Regions from separate parts of the Ovis aries genome. Here region 1 is linked to region 2. Evidence: chromatin contacts called from public Hi-C data. All regions are on one chromosome and are shown on one strand. Each heading gives the region's core, a stretch centred on a gene start, on an enhancer-like site or on the middle of the called end of the contact. The rest is flanking DNA. Distances are from core to core; before and after follow the strand shown. Region 1 holds the start of NGFR (nerve growth factor receptor). Region 2 has its middle 16 kb from the start of NXPH3.

What was found. A called contact is a pair of places that touch in the nucleus more often than the background predicts.
Region 1: a contact with region 2 is called in a Hi-C map of tail adipose tissue, with 4 times the contacts expected there. The contact joins the promoter of NGFR here to the enhancer-like site in region 2. A contact is called at or near these places in 6 of 16 Hi-C or Micro-C datasets (liver, mixed tissues, muscle and 2 more).

The regions. Positions count from the first base shown.
Region 1 is chr11:36,843,301-36,846,514 of ARS-UI_Ramb_v3.0, reverse strand. It overlaps NGFR (nerve growth factor receptor), which reads left to right and starts at 1,529. Exons shown (of 6, transcript XM_027974687.2): 1 at 1,529-1,714. The coding sequence starts at 1,649.
Region 2 is chr11:36,787,914-36,791,074 of ARS-UI_Ramb_v3.0, reverse strand. No RefSeq gene overlaps it. Among named protein-coding and RNA genes, the nearest start is that of NXPH3, 16 kb to the right of the region's middle. Within about 2 kb of position 1,679, at least 4 of the 54 cell types and tissues checked have an H3K27ac peak or open chromatin away from gene starts, as enhancers often do.

The DNA.
Region 1 (3,214 bases), core at 280-2,779, 56 kb before region 2:
CCCAGCCGTGGGAGGTAGCTTATTCACATTCATGGCCAAGGCCACAGTGATTTGACGTCTACCTGTCCTTTCTGGGGATAGCCACTGGATTTTGTTGGTTACACAGGAAAGAAACTCACAGGGCAGAATTTTTACTCCCACAAATGAATGATTTAGCTGAGAAATCACCTACCAATAGTAAGCTTGCCCTAAGCACAAGTGTCTGACTCTCTCCCTTCTTCCTGTAAGGCTATCTTTTCAAAGTTGAAACTGAGGTCCACACCTGGCCAAGTTCAGGGTGAGGGGATGAGCTTTATAGACTTGCCCCCTACAACTCTATGCTCCAGGGCTATCTGGGAACCAGGAAAGGGTGGGGACAGGCAAGGTGGGGTTGAGCATCAAGGTGGAGGTGGAAGTGCTTCCTGCCAAAAGACTGGTGGCAAACTCCTGGGGTTGCCAGGGCCTATAATTTGAAACTTCCAAGTTTTCTAGAGCATGATGAGTGTGGTCCTGGAGATGTACGTGGATGTGAGTCCATTCAACTCTTTTATTCTTTCTGCAGACCTTCATTGAACACCTACTGTGTACTAGGCATCCAGATAAGAAACCGCAGTCCCTGCCTCCAGGGAGCTCATCAGCTTATGGAAACATAGTCTAATGAAGGCAAATGGTTGAGGATACATCTATGTGTTCATATCTCTGTGTGTGTGTGTGTGTGTGTGTGCACTGTGTGAGAGATTATACATATGAGGGGTTTCATGGAGATGACTGCACACGAACACGTGTATGTGTGAGTGTGTATGTGAGGACGTGTGTTTGAATGTTATGAGCACACGGGCGATGAGTGTGCATGTGTGGAGGTGCACAGGCATGGGCAGAAGGCACCGGTCCACAGGACTGCGTGAGGATGGCGGGGGCATAGGCGACTGCATAAGCACATATGTATGTAACCTCGGGAGTGTGTGTATTCCTTTTTGTGTGTGTGCACACCTGCGATCGCTTCAGACCCGTCTTTTGAGAATTCAAATGATGTCGGGATGGTCTCCTCCTTGAACGTCCCAGCTGTCTGTGGTCCGTGTCAGACCACTTGCCACCTCTCTCCCTCCTTCCCCTAGGCCTTTGCAGAGACAACCCCGCACTGGGAAGGGGCAGAGAAGGACTTGGGTATAGACCGGGAAATGAAAGGAGGGGCGGGCAGTGAGCATTACTGCTGATAACGGCTGGGTAGGGAGCAGGGCACCGGGGAAGAAGCTGAAGCCAGAGGCAGGGAAAGATGCGCAAGAGAGGGAATCCGAGCCCACAGCATCCGGGACGGACGCGTAGCAGCGCGGGTCAGGCGCCGGGTACCAGGTCAGGGATAAGCTTTGAGGGCGGGGTGCGGAGAAGCTGCAGCGGGGCTCACGGGCGCGGCTCCCTGCACGGTCCCTTTCCGCCTCTCCCCTCCGGGAGACCGCGGGGAGGGCGGGCGCGGTTCCGGGGGTGGGCGGGCTGGGCGGGGCGAGGGCGGGGCCGCCGCACTGGCTTCTCCTAGCCCCTCCCGCCGGCAGCCAGAGGGAGCCGAGCCTCCGCCAGCTCTGAGGGGCTGGCGCTGGAGCGCTGCGCAGCGCAGCCCTATCGGTCCGCGGAGCGGGCTGAACTGAAAGCCGAGCGCTGCCGCGGGAGGCGGGCGATGGGGTCAGGTGCCGCCGGCCGCGCCATGGACGGGCCGCGCCTGCTGCTGCTGCTGCTCCTGGGGGTGAGTGCTAACGGAAGGGGAGCTCGCTCTCTTTCCCGGGACCGAAACCTCGATGAGTCCAAGTTTCCCTGAGGAAAAACAGAAAAGAGCATTGGGGTCCCAGATGCTGGCGGCGGCGGCGGCGGCGGGGCGGGTGTGGGGCGGGGGGCGGTGGATGACGAGAGAGGAGCTCCGATGATGCCAGTATCCACGGAGGAGCGTCTCAGGTTCTCAGAGCGAAGAGGCGACTCTGAGATTTAAGGTAAAGATGCGGAGAAGAGGGGCGCGCGGAAGCAGGTCCTCGTGTGCCATAGGAGGTGTGTGTGGAGGAGCTGGGAGGGGTCTCTCAGGAGAGAGTCGTGGGGCTCTCGGATGCCTGGGTTCTTCGGAAGAGGGCGCTTGAATGCGGGATCTCGAGGCGACTTTCCCTCTGAGCATCTTGATCTCTGGAGAGTCGTGGGACGGAACCCAGGCTAGAGAAGGACGAGGAATGGGACGGGAACTAGAAAAGTGAGGGGCGAGCGTGGTTGGGGTGGGGAACCGGAGACGAGGAGATAAGAATGGTGTGGGAGGAGGACGGAGGGACTGGAGGCAAGGGGACCGGGCGTCGGACAATGAAGACCAGCCAGACAATGGGGTGGGGGGAGGGGCGTGGGAGGGAGAGGTTCGGGGAGCCTCTGTTGAAGGGAGAGAGGTGGGTTAGGCAGGGCAGAAAAGGGACGCTGGTGAGGCAGGTGGAGAGAGGGAAGCAAAAGGAGAGAGGACGGAGTAGGGAGAGCAGAGCTGAGTGGTCTGGGCCCCGCCTGTCCGCCGAGAGACAGTGGGACGAGAAGAGAGAGCAGAGACAGACTCTCCCCGCATGTGTCGCGCGCGCTCTCTCGCGCGGTCGGGGAATTGTGGTTTGGGGTCCGAGGCCGGGAAAGGAGTGCCCACCTCGCCAGGGCGAACCCGCCTCCCCGGTTCCCCAGCGACCGGCGGGCTCCCGCTACACACTTATTGTCGCGGTTAGAAGCAGAGCTGCGGACTGGATGGGACGAAGCAGGCGTCGTCTGACAGGTTCTGGCCGCTGCCAGTTCTCGGGGTGCAGAGAGGCGGGACTCGCAGAGCCGGGAAGGTCCAGGCGGTGCGCCGCCGAGGGGGCGCGCCGGCGAGGGCGGCCGGCAGGGGGCGCTGCGGCGCGAAGGCTGCGCGATCGCCGCTACTGGCGCGACCCGGACTGCGCGCTTCACCCGCCACCCGGACCCCTGTGAAGTCAACCTGCCGCAGCGCCGCCGCGACCGTTCGCTACGTTTCCGCTAACCGGGGGGGAGGGGGTCGGGGTTCTGCCCGCGCCCCGCCCAGCTTTCGGTGAAAGACTCCCGGCTCGGGACAAGAGAGAGGCTCTCAGACATCTCGGCAAAGGACTGCGGGACTTAGAAAGCGTCGAGGTCCGCCCGGTAGATCTGACAGGACATTCAGGACCCGATGTGTGGCCGTGAAGGGAGTGCCCTGGAAGGTTCTGCAATGGAGACGTCCTCACTC
Region 2 (3,161 bases), core at 430-2,929:
TAATTACATGGTGAGTGTCTGGGTGTAAATTATATTTTGTGTTTATTTTCGGGGAAGAGCATAGACACCAGAATCAGACAATGCTGCTTCGACCATTTCTGCTGTGCACCTTTGGGTGAGTGTTACAGCCTCTCAGGCCTCAGTTTCCTCATCTGTAAAATAGTCTCATGGGGGGATTATGAGGACCCCATTAGAGCTTAAATATTTATGGCTTAAATTCTCATTTCACTGAACAGTACAGACTAATTTGGCTCAAAGGATTTTTGCTCACTTCTCTGTCTCCCCACTGGACTAGAATTTCCTTTACAGCAAGGGTTATGTCTCCATCTACAAAATGGGGATAATAATAGGACAGACCTCATCTGCTTATTGTTCTTGTTCAGTCACTAAGTCATATCCGAGTCTTTGCAGCCCCATGCACTGTAGCAACTCCAGGCTTCTCTGTCTTTCCCTGTCTCCCTGAGTTTGCTCAGGGACTCATGTCCATTGAGTCAGTGATGCCATCCAACCATCTCATTCTCTGTCACTCGCTTCTCTTCTCGCCCTCAATCTTTCTAGCATCAGGGTCTTTTCCAAAGAAGTTGGCTCTTTGCATCAGGTGGCCAAAGTACTGGAGCTTCAGCTTCAGCAACAGTCCTTCCAATAAATATTCAGGGTTGATTTCCCTTAGGATTGACTGCTTTGATCTCCTTGCTGTCCAAGGGACTCTCAAGAGTCTTCTCCAGCACCACAGTTTGAAAGCATTAATTCTTCTGCACTCGGCCTTCTTCATGGTCCAACTCTCACATCCGTACATGACTACTGGAAAAACCATAGCTTTGACTAGATAGGCCTTTGTCAGCAAAGTGATGTCTCTGCTTTTTAATACATTGTCCAGGTTTTTCATAGCTTTTCATCTGCTTATAGTGAGGATTAAACAAATCAATTCATGCAATACACTTAGAAGAGTTTCCTGGCACTACTCAGTATTTACTATTATAGTTATGACTACATACCTGATTTAACTCCTACAACAATCTTGTGTTGGAGATACTGGCTTTCCACTTTGTAAGTGGAAAGTGGACTCAGAACATTTAGGGGCTTCCCACGTGGCACTATTAGGGGCTTCCTCACCAAGGTCACACAACGAGCATGTATCAGAATCTAGATTTTAATCTGGATTTGGCAGAGTCTTAATCATGGGTCAGGATGTGACAGTTCTGGGCAGACAGATCAAATGTCCAGCCTAAGACTTCCTGACATAGCTTATTTGCCTAAGTCCCCGCCCCTTACTGTGTGGCCCATAGGCCTGTGTTTCATCTGGACTCAGCAACTGATCATAGCGTGGGGTCCAGGCTCAGAGAACCAGATACTCGAGTTCTGTGGACGCTAGTGTGACCAGGGCTGTAGAGAGGAAGATTTGGTTGATAGGGTCGCAGTGATGCGCGGGGCACACCCAAAACCTCAGCTTCAGCAAACTGCTCAGGGTAAGGCGATGCCGCAGCGCCCTCTGTTGGCCAGAGGATGTGGCCATCTTGAGCGCTCCGATGATGAGGGGGGAAAGAGATTGCTTGCAGACGCTTGCTGTCCAGTCGCTAAACCTTGGGCGACTCTCTGCAACCCCGTGGAGTGCTGCACAGCAGGCTTCCCTGTCCTTCACTACCTCCCTGAGACAGTGAGTCAGTGTCACTATCTCGCTATCACTGAGTCATAATAACTTACCATCTAATCATCTCATCCTGTCACTCCCTTCTCCTGCCCTCAATCTTTCCCAGCATCAGGGTCTTTTCCAATGAGTCAGTGGCCAGCGTATTGGTGCTTCAGCTTCAGCATCAGTCCTTCCAGTGAATATTCAGGGTTGATTTCCTTTAAGACTGACCTAAAGGAGTTTGATCTCCTCGCTGTCCAGGGGACTCTCAAGGAATGCAAGCTTCCTAGGGCCCTAGGAGTCAGTGCCCACTGAAGTGGTCATCTGAGCTGGGAAAACTTTAGTGACTCCTACATCAATCCCTATTTTGTTGCTGGGAAAACTGAAGCCAAGAGAGGGGTGATGGTTGACCCCCCCAAAATAGCTGGGGCCAGGGACTGGATGAGGCTGGCTAAATCCCAGGGGTGGTGTCACGGAATGACCTAGGCACCCTCACCGGTCAGGCTCCCCACCAACCACCCCAGCACAACCTACAGACCACTCCAGATCTCCTAGCTCTGCCCCTTCCTCCTGCCCCTTCTACCCAGTCCCCTCTTGTAAGAATTCTAGAATCTCCTTGTCTTGTCTCTTTGCCACCATATTCTCCAGTCCTCTTCAGAAGCCCATCTCAGGAAACTGCCCGTGCTCTCTTACAACCAACTTCTCATGTAAAACCTTCTGGTTTTTTCTTATTTTTACCCCCAGGAAATGAAAACTTTAATTTCTTTCTTTTATTTTTTAAATTAACTTTATTGGGTTTTCTTTTTAATTACAAACCACCATACTACATGTTCTTTGTAACAGCTAAACAAACCACAGTTATCTAAAGAAAAACTTGATAAATTTCTCCCTCCCTTTCCAGCCCCACACCCCTGAGATCACTAACGTGGCTGAAGGAGGGCTGTCTTGCCTTATTGTTCTAAGGCTGTTCACTAAGCAGGTAGGAAGAATTGAAACCCACTATGTGCTGAGCCCTGTGCTAAGCCTGGGCTACGGGAAAACAAGACAACCACGATGCCCACTGCTCTCATGGGGCTTACATTCTAAGCCCCATGAGAGAGTGAACATTTCAGATAGTAATGCAACCTCTGGGTGGGGGTTGGGGCGAATGGTGGGGTGATGGGCTGGGAGTGATGAGTTCTGGGGCAGGGACCAGGCTGGTTTGGGTGGAACAGCAAGGGAAGGGCCCTTCAAGGAGGGACGTTTGAGTTGATGCCCAATAGAGGGCGCTGTAGACCACTGTTTGAATGTTATTCTAAGGGCCCCAAAAAGCCTCTGAGCATAGGAAGGGGTTGCACAGAGACCCCTTGGAAGAATGGAATGAGGCTGAGCCAGTATGGCTGACAGGAGACAGAGGAGAGAGAGAGATTTCTTTTTTCAGATGTTCCTTCTTTTTATGTAAAATGGGCTTAGACTATATACATTTGCTCATCTCTTTTTCCTTCCAGCGCTTTAGTCAGAAAATGCAATTCTAGTTCCAAAGGGACAGCAGTTC